2 separate regions of the Arachis hypogaea genome follow, and region 2 is linked to region 1. A link is a contact called in public Hi-C data. All regions are on one chromosome and are shown on one strand. Each heading gives the region's core, a stretch centred on a gene start, on an enhancer-like site or on the middle of the called end of the contact. The rest is flanking DNA. Distances are from core to core; before and after follow the strand shown. Region 1 has its middle 16 kb from the start of LOC112728058. Region 2 holds the start of LOC112728060 (protein trichome birefringence-like 34).

What was found. Hi-C and Micro-C count contacts between places; a contact is called where the count stands out from the background.
Region 2: a Hi-C map of leaf shows a contact between it and region 1, with 4 times the contacts expected there. The contact joins the promoter of LOC112728060 here to the enhancer-like site in region 1. A contact is called at or near these places in 3 of 8 Hi-C or Micro-C datasets (leaf and an unstated tissue).

Annotation. Positions count from the first base shown.
Region 1 is chr12:106,030,992-106,038,646 of arahy.Tifrunner.gnm2.J5K5, forward strand. No RefSeq gene overlaps it. Among protein-coding and RNA genes, the nearest start is that of LOC112728058, 16 kb to the left of the region's middle. Within about 2 kb of position 3,345, at least 3 of the 3 cell types and tissues checked have open chromatin away from gene starts, as enhancers often do.
Region 2 is chr12:106,092,687-106,100,341 of arahy.Tifrunner.gnm2.J5K5, forward strand. It overlaps LOC112728060 (protein trichome birefringence-like 34), which reads left to right and starts at 3,489. Exons shown (of 5, transcript XM_025778040.3): 1 at 3,489-3,966; 2 at 5,021-5,198; 3 at 6,382-6,578. The coding sequence starts at 3,602.

The DNA.
Region 1 (7,655 bases), core at 2,095-4,594:
AGCTTTAATTTTCTTCCCAAGTTGAAGTTCAACTGCAACTTTAAAAGACTTGAAAACATTCAAGACTTGGGACTTTTCATAAATTAAATATAGTTACCCATAACGAGAGTAATCATCTATGAACGTAATAAAATACCGTTGTCCATTCCAAGAGACAATAAAAAATGAATCACATATACACTAAATTAATGACATATAATTAAATCTATACTCAATACAAAATATTACACCATTAATATGTTAATTGTGATTCTCGACGCGACAAAATCAAATTTAAACACCGATATTATTTATTTATTTCAAAATCACAATAGCGCCAGTGATTTTAACAAAGGATAATAATTATAATACATAAAAAAAATTATCAATATTTTGCCATGAATTAAGAAAACCGGTATATATACAGAAGACACAATGTCAAAAAATACAGTACGTACATTTACATAAAAAAATTTGAACAATCTCCAATATATATAAAGAATATGTGGATAATAATATAATCCATATACACATATATCGATTCAGCAAAATAAATACTAAAAAATAAGTATTTTCAATGATTCAAATGAGGATAGTTCTGATACTATTTATTAAAATAAATTATTTTATTAGTTTAGATCATCTATATTAAATTACTAAAAATATATATTATAGTGTGAAAGTGTACCTGTATTTATAAGAGTGATTGAAAGAATTTGGTTCTTTGATCTTTTTCAATCATAATTTTTTGTATCTCTAATAGGGTTGAATCACAACTCTTTAATGAAAAAAGAACTATAAAAACGACTTTAATGTGTTAGAAATCAAAATTCTTAAATCATTATTTATATTTAAATATGACACCTATTAAATTTTAAAATCTAAATAAAAATAATATCTAAAGCTTAAATAAAGATAATATCTGATTTTATTTTTATTTAATTTTAAATAAAAAATAATTATAACTTATTTAATTTAGTATTTATAATAATAAATAAAATTATTATTATATAAATTATTTAATTTAAAATAACATAATTTATAATTATAATTAATATATGTATTATTTATAAATAATTAAAAAATTAAATAATTTACTAACAAAAATTTCTTCATTCCATAGAACAACAATATATAAAATGGATTATTGCTTAACTAGAAGTACTATTATTTTTCACTCAAGTACTATATATATCCTAATAATAAGCTAATACAATGAATGCATCAAATCCATTCTGTGTTTCTGTGTGCGGAACATGAATCTTTTCCCACATGCTAATTTAGAAAGTTTTCAGTCCATTCAGGCATGTGGAAAATTATATATTGTACATTTGTACCTCCTCCGTCCAATGAAGGATTCTTTTGTAAATTTCAAATTATATTATATTATTCTTTTGATGATAACTCTACTTAGTTAAGTTGAATAAGATTATTAAATTCATGGGTTAGCTCGAATAACTCGCATATAAATGATGGATTAAACTAACAGAAACATGATGACTTGTATGTCTAGGAACAAATACAAGGATAACAGTTTTTGAAAAAAAAAAGAAAGAAAAACCTAAGTGAGCTGATCTATTTAACTCATCACCAATTTTAGTGAAGTGAGTCGAGTTGGTATTTTTTTTTGGTTCAACAGAAAAATAAGTTGACTCATATTTACTATTATAATCACAGTTTATTAGTGCTAGAAGTGAGTTGAACTGAGTTAAACCAGATTAAATTTAAGCTTGGTTCTCTACAGTTCGACTCATTAATAATTGAACTTATTTTTTAAATTTAAATTTGGCTCACCAAAAACTTACGAACTGACTCAAATAATAAGAACATAATCTATAATTATATATCAATAAATTATAACTTATATATTTTAAAAATTCTTTAAAAAGATTAATTTTATATATTGTTTATCTATCAATAAATTATAAAATTTTTATTTTTATCCTATATTAAAATTATATATAAAAAATAAATATAAAATTTTAAATAATTAATATCATTAATATATATATATATATATATATATATAATTGAGTTAACTCACGAGCTAATAAGCTGAATTTATCCAAATTTAAGTTCGACTCATTTAATTTATGAGTTCAATTTCAGACTCAAACTTGGCTCACTAGCTCGTGAGTTTAACTTATCGAGTTATTAACGAGTCGAGACTTGACTCACTTTCAGCCCTACTATTTATGATGAGAAAATCCAAGCCAAGTGAGACAAGTCACATATTATTTTTTTATGATAATAGATCTGGTGTTTTATCAGAAAATAGTGTATTTTGGTATTTTACGAGTGTGTAATGTAATATAGAAATCATACCTAGTAATTTTTTATTTAAATTAAAAAAAAAAAACAAAATTCTCACTTGGTGATTTTTTATTTAATTAAAAAAACAGAAAATAAATCTTACCCAATAATTTCTCATTTTAAATTAAAAAAAAAAGCAGAAATCACTCCCAACATTTTTTATTTTAAATTAAAAAACAGAACTTTCACACAACAATTTCTTGTTTTAATTTTTTTTAAAAAAGCAACAGCAATCTCATCTAATTTCTGATTTTAATTAAAAAAAAGGAAATCTTACCTAATGATTTCTGATTTTATAATTTACCCTAATATTTTGGTAAAATTCCCAAAAATTCAATATTTTTATATTTCACAAAAAAAAAAAACTCTCATTATAAAAATTCAAGTTTGATCTATTTTTATAACTTTATTTGAATTCCATAAAAACTCGAGTTTGATTCATATTATATTATTTATACATAAAAGTTTTTTTAGTGGGTATTTATAAATACATGAGTAAGCCCTTAAAAGAGTCTAACAGATTTTTTTTTTCGATAAGGAAAAAAAGTCTAAAAGATAACCAATAGAAAAAGAAAAAATGAATTAAAAAATTTACTAATATACCACTATTATTTTTTACTAATATTTATTTCACGAAAACAAATTAAGAATTAAAAAGTAAAAATTTAGGAATAGTAAATGTCTTATTTAAGGACAAAAATAAAACAATAGCACAATCTACAATTTGTAATAATTTTTTATTTTAATTTTTGTCCTTCAAATTCTTCCTTTTCAATCAATTCAATTGGGGTAGGGGTAGGGGCATGGAATCAGTCTTCTTAATTAATGGCCCAATTGGCAATCACGTTTATTTTGCTGAGGCAGTCAAGCTCAGGACTCAAGTTGGCTACAACGATAGGAAGAGAATCAGAACTTTATTTTTTATATTTTAGGAATTTTTTTTTTCTTAAAAAAAAAAAAGGAAGAATACAACTATAACAATAAATAGTTCCACCCAATTGGGATTTAAAAGCATGCAAGTGGGATATAACTTATAAAGCCAACAATTAATATTCACATTTTTATAATCTTACAATTGTATGGACATACACATATGACTTATCAAACCTCTGTGATATCTAGAAGCCACTACCTCATTTTCTTTGAGACTTATTATATTAAATACCAATAAGTCTTTTATACACTATATTGATATATTTCTTCTTGTTATAATAACTATATCTTTTACTTTTTATATTTATCATTAATTTAATATATTTGGATACAATTTAACTCCAAATATAGTAAATTTCAGTTAATTAAAAAAGGAAAAAAAATTGTCATACAAAGAGAATATATTATATCATTTTGAATCAACTTAAAAATACTCAAGTACTTAATTAATTTGTCCTCTTAAATGAGACAAATTAAATCCTTAAATAAACACGTATTAGTTTTTAATCTATCGAAAGTAAAAGTACCATGCAAAATTAAAAAATCTTGAATTTCGACGACCTTCTTTGACATTTTAACTCTTTCTCCCCTTTTTTTTCCTATCACTTTTAAATTATTCTAAATATCTACATAAACACCTCAATTTTAAGAATGCAAATAACATAATCATTCTAGTTAACTAAAACAAAAAGATGAGATAGCTATTATCCAGTATCCACAATATTTTTTGTGAAAGCACTTAAATTGAGAATTATTACAAAAAGAGGATATCTAACAAATAATTAATAATAAAAGTTGAATACGAAATTTTATATATCTCTCTCAAACGATAATATACATATTGATATGGTAAGATCCCAAATTTTTTTAAAATTAAATTATGAGTTATTTAAAATTTATGATATTTATTTATGATTTTATTTTTTTAAAATTATTTTATAAAAAAATAATTAAAACAAACTTATGAGATTTTGAATTTAAAATTAATCAGAACTCATAATTTTTATAATAATAGAGTATTTTCTTAATTATAATTTAAAGCTTTCGTAATTGAAAAGTAATGAGAATTTTATATGGTTTAATGTGAATATTGAGATTTTGAATTTTATGTTGAATATAGAAAAAAATTTATTTGATTATCTCTAATTTTAAATTAGAGTATTTATTTAAAAATAATTTGTAAGTTGATGAATAAATAGTATTTTTATAGATAATTATTGTTGGATTAAATTTGGTTTTCAATTATTACATTATCCCTACTTTTATTAAAAATACCTACTCTATACCCTAATTTCAATAAAATTCTCAAATCGAAACTCTAATTTCATTATTACACACTCGCACTCACACTCGTACTCCCACACCCTCTTATCGCCGCCACCCCCTCACTCTCATCTTCCACTCATGTGCACACACGCCGGGAAAGAAAAGAAGAAAAGGAAGAACCAAGTAAGAAGAAGAAGATGGAAGGGAGAAGAGGAAGGAGAGGAAGACGGCACCTGTGAGCGTCACTGCCACCGTCGCTGCCATCGTGTCGTCATTGGGAGAGTCAGAACGCGAGGAGAGAGAGACGAGCTCGCGAGGGAGAGAGAGGAAGCAGCATTGCCGCCGCCGGAGGGGACCTGGATGCTCTCGTCGCTGCTAGCTCCGTCGTCGTCGCTACCATTGGAGTTGCGTGAAGCCGTCGTCGCCGTCGCATGCAATGGAGAGAAAGGACGTCGCGACAGTGGTGGATGTGCTGGAATTGTTGCTGTCGCCGCCGCTGCTGGGGCCAGCCATCGTCGCCGAATTACCGCCGCCGTTCTGCTCGCCGGAGGTTGCTGCTGGAACTGCGGCTGGAGGACTGGAGGGGAAGGCTTGCCAGTTCTGCCTCTGTTTCTGGTTTCTGTGACTTTCACCAAAGCTCTATTGCCATTCAACTCGCTGGAAATCATCACCGGAGCTACCACTGCTCCGTTCTCTCACTTATTCTTAATTACAGTAAGTTGTTCTTATTCCGAACCCTTATAATCACTGTTCTATTATATATTATTGAGGATTTTTCGATGTTAATGTTTCAGAGTTGAGTTATTGTGAGTGTATGCTGCGTTTGTTGCTGTCGCAGCATTATGGCGAAACTTCTGTGGACGTTGCAACTACCACTGCTATGAACTAAAAGGAGTTTATCGCGTAGTTGAGTCGCGATTAAGGTAGGGACTTTTTCTTCAAACATATTTTATATCAATGAATTGTTATAAATTGATATTGATGTGAAAAATGCATTTCTGTAATTGTGCGAGTCTTATGAATTAATCTGAACGGTTTGGATATATGCGATTGATTAAATATTTAAATAGCACGTGGCTGTATTGTGCGACTAATTGATAATGTTGAATTGTCTGTAGTTATGAACTGTGATTAATTCAATGCTTGATTTAGAAGGCTGGAGAATTTGATTTCTTTAACTGATCATGTTGAGTTAGTTGTGTCGAATGATAAATTGAATTATGATGAGATGATTATTGAAAATATATTGTTTGGATAATTGTTGATATAAGAGTTGATGAACGATTAAAGGAAAGATTATGGTTAATGAAAGGTTAAGTAAGAAATTAAAGAAAGTTAAATAATTAACTGAGAATCTTTTGTTTGATATTATTGAGAACAGATTGATTTGTAGCTATGAATAGTGCTTGAATTGATATCGTTGTGGTTGTGGCTGTGATTATGATTGGTTTCTTGATGGTATTGACAATTGATGAGAATTATAATTTTGCTGATTATGTTGAATGGCATGTTGAGAAGGATTGAGAAATGTTGGGTTGGATGGAACCCTCAAAGGGTGACAAAGTTCGAGTTTTAGAGGAGATGCTGTCAAAATTTTTATAAGTATTTGAGTGAAATTAAATAATAAGAATAATGGAAATTTGTGCTATTTACATAAAAACTAAAGGCTTTATTTTGAAATTTTGTTTAGTTAATTTCAATTAAAGAATTATGCCTCGAGAAGTTATAGTGAATTTAAAGTATTTAAATTTGATTGGTTAACAAAATTAATTTTACTTAATTAATTTAAATTAAAAACTATGTTTTTTTGGAGTGTGGTGAAACCTAAATAAATAAAATCTTTTGATTAATTAAAGAGAAGAGTATGTTTTGGGGTATTTTAGCAAATTTTAAAGTAATTATTAAAGAATAAGTGATTATGTTTAAATTGAGATTTATAATTGAGAAATAAAATGATTTTAAATCTTTTGGGGAAGAGTTTCAAAACATAAAAAAAATGAAGTTGAAGATGGTTTGAAAACTTGGTTACTTGAAAATATGATTACATAGAATTATGGATTTGATTATGTTTGATTGTGAATATGATTGAAATTGAGGATTATGGAAGTTTGGCTTGTTAGCCTACAAAGTGACTAATGAAAGAAAGATATAACGAGATTGAATGAGAACTTTGACTAAGTCGAGTGACTTGTAAGTGATTATGATTAATCATAAATAATTGTTATTGAGGACAAGATTTGATTCGATATTTATGACTGATGGTGCTTTGAATGACTGAATTGGCAAAGACGGTGGCGCTGTCCCACTTGTGTACTGATTTAGTATTTGTTTTGGGTAAGGATGTTGGTTTCATCCTGCTTGTTTGTGGTTGTTTGTTCCGAGCAAGGATGGTAGTCTCATCTCACTTATTCTTGGTTCCGAGCAAGGTTAGTGGTTTTATCCCGCTTGTTCGTGGTTGTGATGTAATGTGGAGACGGTGGTTTTATCCCACCCACGGTTTGAGGATAATTATCCTCGTGATAAATGCGAACATAATGAATTATGATTATGATGAGGTTTGATTGAGAAGTGATTATATAAAGTTGTAATTTTGCTTTTGATCTTGGTTGTGTATGATCTATTTCCCTTTTTATTGTATCGTACTCTCTCTGTTTGTGAAGTATGTCGAACACTATATCGCAAGACATAATTAGAAAATTGATTAATACAGACAGATTTACAGACAGATTTAGTCTTTATTACAGACGAATTTTTGGTTACCGACGAAATTACCGATGGATTTTGTCCCCCTGTAAAAGCCCGTGGAAATTATTTACCGACGGATTTTTTTCCGTCAGAAAATTACCGACGGATTTTTCCTCTGTAAATTCTCCATCCATTTCCCGCAGGCGACAAACTTTCCGATGGATTTTCCGTCTGTATTTACAGATGAATTTTCCGATATATTTTTTGTCTGTAATTTGAACTTTGGAAAATCATCTCAAACTTTGATTACAGACAGAAAATCCGTCTGTAAATCCGTCAGTAAGGTAAAATAGAATTTTTTTTTAAAATTTTTCCATTGCAAAATGAATACTTTAGGTTTGTTTTCTAAATTTACTCCATCAAACACTGTAAATTGAAAAAAGAAAGCCAAAAATCACATAAATAAACATAATATTCAT
Region 2 (7,655 bases), core at 2,239-4,738, 62 kb after region 1:
TGATATGTATAATTTTTTACCAAACATTGAGTAGAACGTATTCCAATTAACATTATTTCAGATATATCAATTACCATATATCATTCTATACTTTTACATTGTTTGTTTGATATTTCACTTCAGGCTTAAATTACTATTTCAATTATGTTTGTCATCAGCTTACGCTTTAAATGGAAGGAAAATAATTATTTTTTAAAATAATAAAAATCTATTTCCGTCGACATTACCGTCAAAATTATCCGACAGTAAAAGCCAATAGATTTTTTTTTAAATCTCAAAAAAACGTTCTGTCAGAATTACCGTCAGAGAGATCCGACGGTAAAAATAGCGCAAATTTGTGCAACATAGCGTCAACGTTATTGTCGAATTACAATAGATTTTGTCATTCTACCCTCTATATTCCGCTGCTAATTTTGACAAAAATTAGCGTCGGACTACAAAAATCTGACAGTAAGTGTTTTCCAGCGAAGTTTATACCATCGCATTACTTTCGTCGGTAAATTCGACGGTAAACTTGTTACCGTCAGATTTATTTAGAAAATCAGTCGGTATATCCGACGGTTTTCGGCGACTTTCTTGTAGTGATTATAATTTTCTAACAAGCATTGTTTCAGATATTTTAGCTATCATCATTCTGTATTTGTAATTTATGTTTACTGTACTTAACATAAGGTCTAAAGTACTATTTCAATTGTTAATTATCAGGGTATATTAGAGATAGACGGAAAAATAAAGATAATTAAAAAAATAAAAATGCTATCGTTGGAATTACCGATGGTAACAGCCCAGTCAAAATTTTTCAAAAAAATTTAAAATTATTTTCGTCGGTATTACCGTCAGCTTAATCGCCAGTAATATGACGGGGGAAAACGGATGATGTGGCGCCAATATTACCGTCGAAAAATTTTCAACGGTAATGCCCAACGTATTCCGTTTTCATGCTAACTATATTCTGTCATTAAATCTGATGTTAATTACCGTCGTACGAAAAAATTTCGATGGTAAATATTTATCGGCGAGATTTATACCGTCTGATTTAGTCTGACGATAAATCTGATGGTACTCAATATTTTTTTTATAATTAACAATGATATAACAAATTTCAACAATATCTTGAAAAACTAACAATAACATAACAAGAGAAATAAAATTATAGGTTAGTTAAAATAAATAAATAAATCTCATTATGAACATAAAATATTTATTAAATAATAATAATACATAAATAATATAAAAATATATAACAAATTGAGCCTATTATAAGTAAAATTGTAAATATAATAATAAAATAATAATATTATAACATATTGTGCGGTTTGAATTGGATTGGATCAGTTTTGAAAAGTAGGTCCAAAATCCGATCCGGTCTATGTGGTTTGCAAAAAATAGAATCCAATCAAATCCAAATTAATGCAGTTTTAGTTTGTTTTTGGTTTGGATTGGATTGAATGAGCGGATTAATTTAGATAAATTTGGATTTAAACACCCTAACGTATAAATCTAATTAAACTTATCAATACATTCAAAAGTTTTGTAAATTAAATGCTTGATGGCATTAATTAATTTTTTGTATGCAATTTTAATTTTTCAACACTAAAACTTATAAAGAAAGTTAAACCATTTGTAATTTTTTATACAAGGGATCTGTCCAAATATTACGAGTTAGAGTAAAATAATTGTGTTAGAGATATAATTATTCATATATCTTTTTTTATGATTGACTTAAATTTTTAAAAAAAATGGTATCATGACATATTATCGAAGTTTCTATGACCAAAAAATTATAATTCAATTCTTGTAAGTTTTCAAAAAAGAAAAAGAATTTATCCTAAGACAAATTAATAAGAAAAAAATTATGCAAAAATTCAACCAAATTAGAAAAAAAAAAACTCTTATTTAAAAGACGTGTTAAAAATATAACCATTTACATGTCTTTTCTTATCTCTTAAACGTTAAAAAAAAAGTGGTATCATAATAAATTGGCACATGTGATTTATATTTCGGTTAAGTGGTATATTGGTACATATGCATGTACTGTATGCTTTGGCTAATTTGAATATATTTACAAAATAATATTTTTATATTATAATCTAATTATGTATTATTACAATTATTGCATGTGTATTTTCTACTATTTAAAAGTCTGTTCAAATTCTTAAATATAATTGAATAATATAACGCTTAACATAATTGTATACTATTATATTGTGCATACTAACTAAATTCCTTAATTATTTTTCTTTTTATTATATATTTATCCTCAACCAAACACATAACCCAAAAAAAAAATAAAATAAACACTAGTATACTAAAAGAGTAAATTGCAAACGTAACTCTTACCAGAAACTCTTAAAAGTTGCAAATAAATCTACCTAGTATGTGGTTACCTTAGTATGTTAACCCACTAAAAAAGAAAATTTGATATATGAAGCATGCATATACACATGAGGGAATTAAGAAAGTGACACTACTTTGTTGGTTTCTCTTATCTCTTCCTCATTTGTGTTTTGAGGTAGAAAAGGACTAAAGATAGTGGAGAGGACAATAAGGGATTCGACCATTCTTCAAGCAATGTCATTGGTTGTGAAAACGTCAACAACATAACCTTAATATATATCATTTAATTGGTCCTTCCATCAAAACACTACTCCACATATCATATCATATCAAATCAAAGTTCCAAACAACATAATTACTATAGAATATATATTTTTTAAAAAATAGTGCTTCAAATAATTGCCATCATATTAAACCATATAAAATAAGGTAAGATATATATATAGTAAAGTTTAGTAGATGAAGCATAAAATATCTTTCTAAATGTATTGAGGGCAACCGGATTTTTTTTTCTTCTCTTAATATATAATATGGGTATTCTAAATAGTTTAATATTATCTCATAAAAAGGTTTAATTATCCTACTGGTCTTTATAGTTTCGTAAAAATTTTAATTAGGTTCCTATACTTTTTTTCTTTTAATTAAGTCCTTGCACCAATTTTTTTTTAATTGGATCCCTACACTTTTTTTTCCTTTTATTTAGGTTCCTGTACCAATTTTTTTTTAGTTGGGTCCCTATAAAATTAAGCCAATTACTACTAAGAGGGACTTAATTGAAAAAAAAATTGGTGTAAGGACCTAATTAAAAATTTTACGAAACTATAGGAACCAACCGAGTAATTAAACCTAAAATTAATTATTCTCTAAATTTAAATTTTAGGTAGAAAGCAAACAAATAATTATATATCTAACATTAATTTTTAATCTATATAAATTGGAGCTAAATTTTAATTAATTAACCTAAAAGTCAATGTTGAATATAGTACATTATTATCTGATTCTTATTGTAAAACACTATGAATTAAGAAATATCAAGTACAGTAAACTTCTAAATGCATCATTGTTCTCCACCTACCACTTTCAGTGGGACATGTTTGGCTATGGATGACAATAATCTTCTACCTCACTATCCATCATCAAGAAAGCTTCAAAATTAAAATTGAGGGAGAATTAGAAGTAGAACAATTGAATCATTATATTGCACCTTGCATTGCATTGCATCTTGAAAAAAAACAAAGAAAGGTGCAAGAAATTATTGTAATAAATGGCAAATAAGGCATCACAAGAAATAGTGTTAGGAAACACTACTACAAATGGAGGAATAAGAAGCACATTTCAATCACTTGTTTTAGTATTAACAACAATTGTAGTTGTCACTGCCGTTTATCTAACACAAGAAGGAGGAGAATGGTTTGAAGAGAGTAGTAGTAATACTATCTCATCAATTATTGAAGTATCAAAATGCAACATGTTTAATGGTAAGTGGGTTTTTGACAACATAACTCATCCATTATACAAAGAGAAGCAATGCACTTACATGTCAGATCAATTGGCTTGTGAGAAGTTTGGAAGGAAGGACCTTAGCTACCAGAATTGGAGGTGGCAGCCACACCAATGTCACATACCAAGGTCTTTAATTAATTTCCATCCCCTTAAGTATTACCTTATTATCACATTTTTTCTTTTAATTTTGGAAAATTATAATTTTATGTAACTACATGATATCTATTCTTTCAATTTTCAGGTTAGTTTGACTAATTTAGTACATTGAAAAATCATCAATACATGTCTAGATACACAATTGATTTGTGTTAAGAGACAAATTTTTGTTCAGATATTAGTACTATAGACCTATATTTTGACAAGACTATTGCTCAGAGACAACTAATTTTAATTCAGTGGTAATGTATTTTGGCTTTGGCGGCTATAATTGCCGTAAATAGATTTATCCTAATTAGATATTATTAATCGTTTTTTATTTTGTCGTTAAAAGCTAAAGCTTTAGTGACAATTATTAATTATCGGTAAAAACCTTTCTTAAGGTTAAAAAAATTCTATAACTTATCATTATAACATAGAATAATAATAATAAATATATAATTGTTACAAAAAATTAACTTAAAAAAATGGTCATAATATAATACTATTGTCACTAAAATTAGTTTTTCTTACCCTGTTTAAAGCATTCAAACTTCTCTAGACAATTATTGATACATTAATGGGTAAAACATAATTTTTTATCTTTAAAATTTGTTAAAAATATATCTAAGTTATATTTTATTTAATTTTTTAATTTTTTTTTATTTGCATCAAATATAATATTTTTGACGACTAATTTTTTAAAAAATTTAGGACCAATTCAGTAACAATATTCACAAAATATCCTTCAACACAAGCAAACCAAACATATTTGTCATGTATTATTACTAGATTAGTCCAAAATTTTTTAAAAATTTAGCTGTCAGGAATATATTTGATACGAATAAAAAATTTTTAGGATAAAACTAAAACAAAATAAAACTTATGAATATTTTTAAAATTTTTAACAAATTTCAAAAACAAACAATATATTTTACCATACATTAGTTTTTTTTTTTTAAATGTATTAATTTAGTCAATTTATATTATATTTTTTAGCTTAGTTGAATGTGGCCCATCTTTTTGTGTTATATAATTATTATAGGTTCAATGCCACAACAATGCTTGAAAGGCTAAGGAACAAGAGGCTTGTGTTTGTGGGGGATTCACTCAATAGAGGCCAATGGATTTCAATGGTTTGCCTTGTTGAGTCTTCAGTGCTCCCATCTCTTAAATCCATGCGCACCATTGCCAATGGCTCACTAAGTATTTTTAAGGCCATAGTAAGTAATCTTAGGCATTATAAGTATGTAGTAGAAGAATAGAGCTATATATAGTTGCTTCTATCATCGCATGAACATGGAACAATAAACAATAATAAAAAGGTTTAATTATTCTGTCGATTCTTATAATTACTAAATTTTTAATTAGATTCTTATATTTTTTTCGATTGAGTCTTTATATTATATTAAATTTTGTAATTAAGTTCTTGTGGTGACAAAAACGTTGAAATTATTGGAATATTTCATTAAACAAAATAAATATGTCTAATATTTGACTAAATATTCTATATAGTTTAATAGAATATTCCGTTAATTCTAACGTTTTTGTCACGATAGGGACTTAGTTATCAAATCTGATACGGTATAGAGACTCAATTAAAAAAAAAGTATAGAAACCTAATTAAAAATTTAATGAAACTATAGGGACCGATAAGATAATTAAAACTAATAAAAAATACTATGCAAAAGATATTTTTATAGCTAATATGATTATATGATTAAAAGAATTTTAATTTATGATATCTATTTTATGGCAAGTATAATGACTATATGGACTTGATATTCTTGAAATCCAAATTAATTTTTCTTCATTTCTAAAATTATACATTGATCAAATTTAAAATTTAGATATATAGTTTTATGTTTTGTGAAATATAATATTAAACACTTATAAATATAATATTGTCCTCTCCTAAAATTAAAGGAAATTAATATCAACCGATGAATAAATAAAAAAAAGTTTAATTTTTATGTACTGATAATATAAAATGTTTTACACATTCGTTAAATTACATTTGTTTTTTTAAATGACCACGTAATTAATATAAAAAATAGTTATTTTTATTAATAGAACGTTACATAATTGAATGTACGTATAAAATTATTTTACATTGTACTGACAATGCACTAAAATCAAATTCATAAAGAAAAATCACAATAAATTTTACTAAATATAAAAGAGCAAAGTCATTGTAATTTATCTTTAAAAAAACCCGTTACACTATTAAAGTAATTCTTTAATTTTCTCATGTTTCAAAACATGAGCAGAGAAACAAGTTCTGATTAGACACATGGATTTGATTATTAATTAGCCAACATTTGACAATTGCAAAAGAAAACAACTTATTATTATGTGACTAATAACAGTTTATGGATGTTAACTTTGACAAAATTGAAATAAAAGGAATACAATGCAAGCATAGAGTTCTATTGGGCCCCACTACTAGTAGAATCAAACTCAGATGATCCAATAAACCATAAAGTAGCAAATAGAATTGTGAGGGTCAAGAGCATTGAGAAGCATGCTAGGCATTGGACTGATGCAGACATTCTGGTCTTCAACACTTTCCTTTGGTGGAGAAGGCGTGCAATGAATGTTCTGTGAGTATACACACATCTTTTACCTAACCATCACTTTCTTAATTTCATCAACTAATTTAATTAACTGCTTTATTGCCTGTGTTATGTGATCATCAACAACTACTCCAATGTTAATTTCCAACCACCATTTGTATAATAATGATTGTGTTTTTGAAATGTTTTCTAAACATAGTAAGTACTAAGTAGTTGTATAGATATTATTATTCTTATTATTACTATTAATTGTCAAATGACCTATGTATTTAAATGTGTATGTATAAACATTGGGGGTATAAATATAATGTAGGGTGTAATTGTAGTTTATTCCTGGATTTGTGACATCTTTAAATTTTTTTTTGTTTCTCACAATATTTCTCAATCTGGTATACTAAGATTTAATCAGTTGTAAATCTAAGATGATTCAAATCTCCAACACTTGCTTAAGTAGACTAGTGAACTCATTACTAAACAAACTCAAGTTGATTATCTATTTTAAAATTTTAACAATAAACAAAGTATAGATCCATGAACTTTTTGAAAATGGGTAGACTGTTGTCTAAAATAAGTTCATTATACTTGAATTTTAGGTTATGTTCGATTAGCCCATAATTTTTTCGACTATTTTTTTTTCAATATGGAGGAAATTGGTGTGTAATATATAATTATTGAAAGGGTTGGTGTTTTTCTTTAGTATGAAGTTATTTTTTTTTAAAATTGTTATAGAATAAATCGGACGGTCATATTTGTTAAGAAGAGAGAAGAAAAATGAAATCCGATGCTCTAATTTGAGTGAAGTACACAAATTTGAGGGTCAGAATTGTATTTTAAATAACAAATCTGATGGTCCGATTTATGTCCTTCACATCTTAGTTAAACACACCATACTCCAATAATGTTGTAGAACACCACCTTCTCCCCAATATCAAAAATAAAAAGTGAATTTTTTCTTCATATGCAACTTCATCCCCAAAAAATGTATGGTATAAAGTAAATGCTTTTTTCATGCTCCATATAAATATCAGCCACACAATATTAGAAGGTAAGAAAGAAAAAGTAAAGAAAAATATTGAATTTTGTAGTTATAGATCTTTGTGAAGT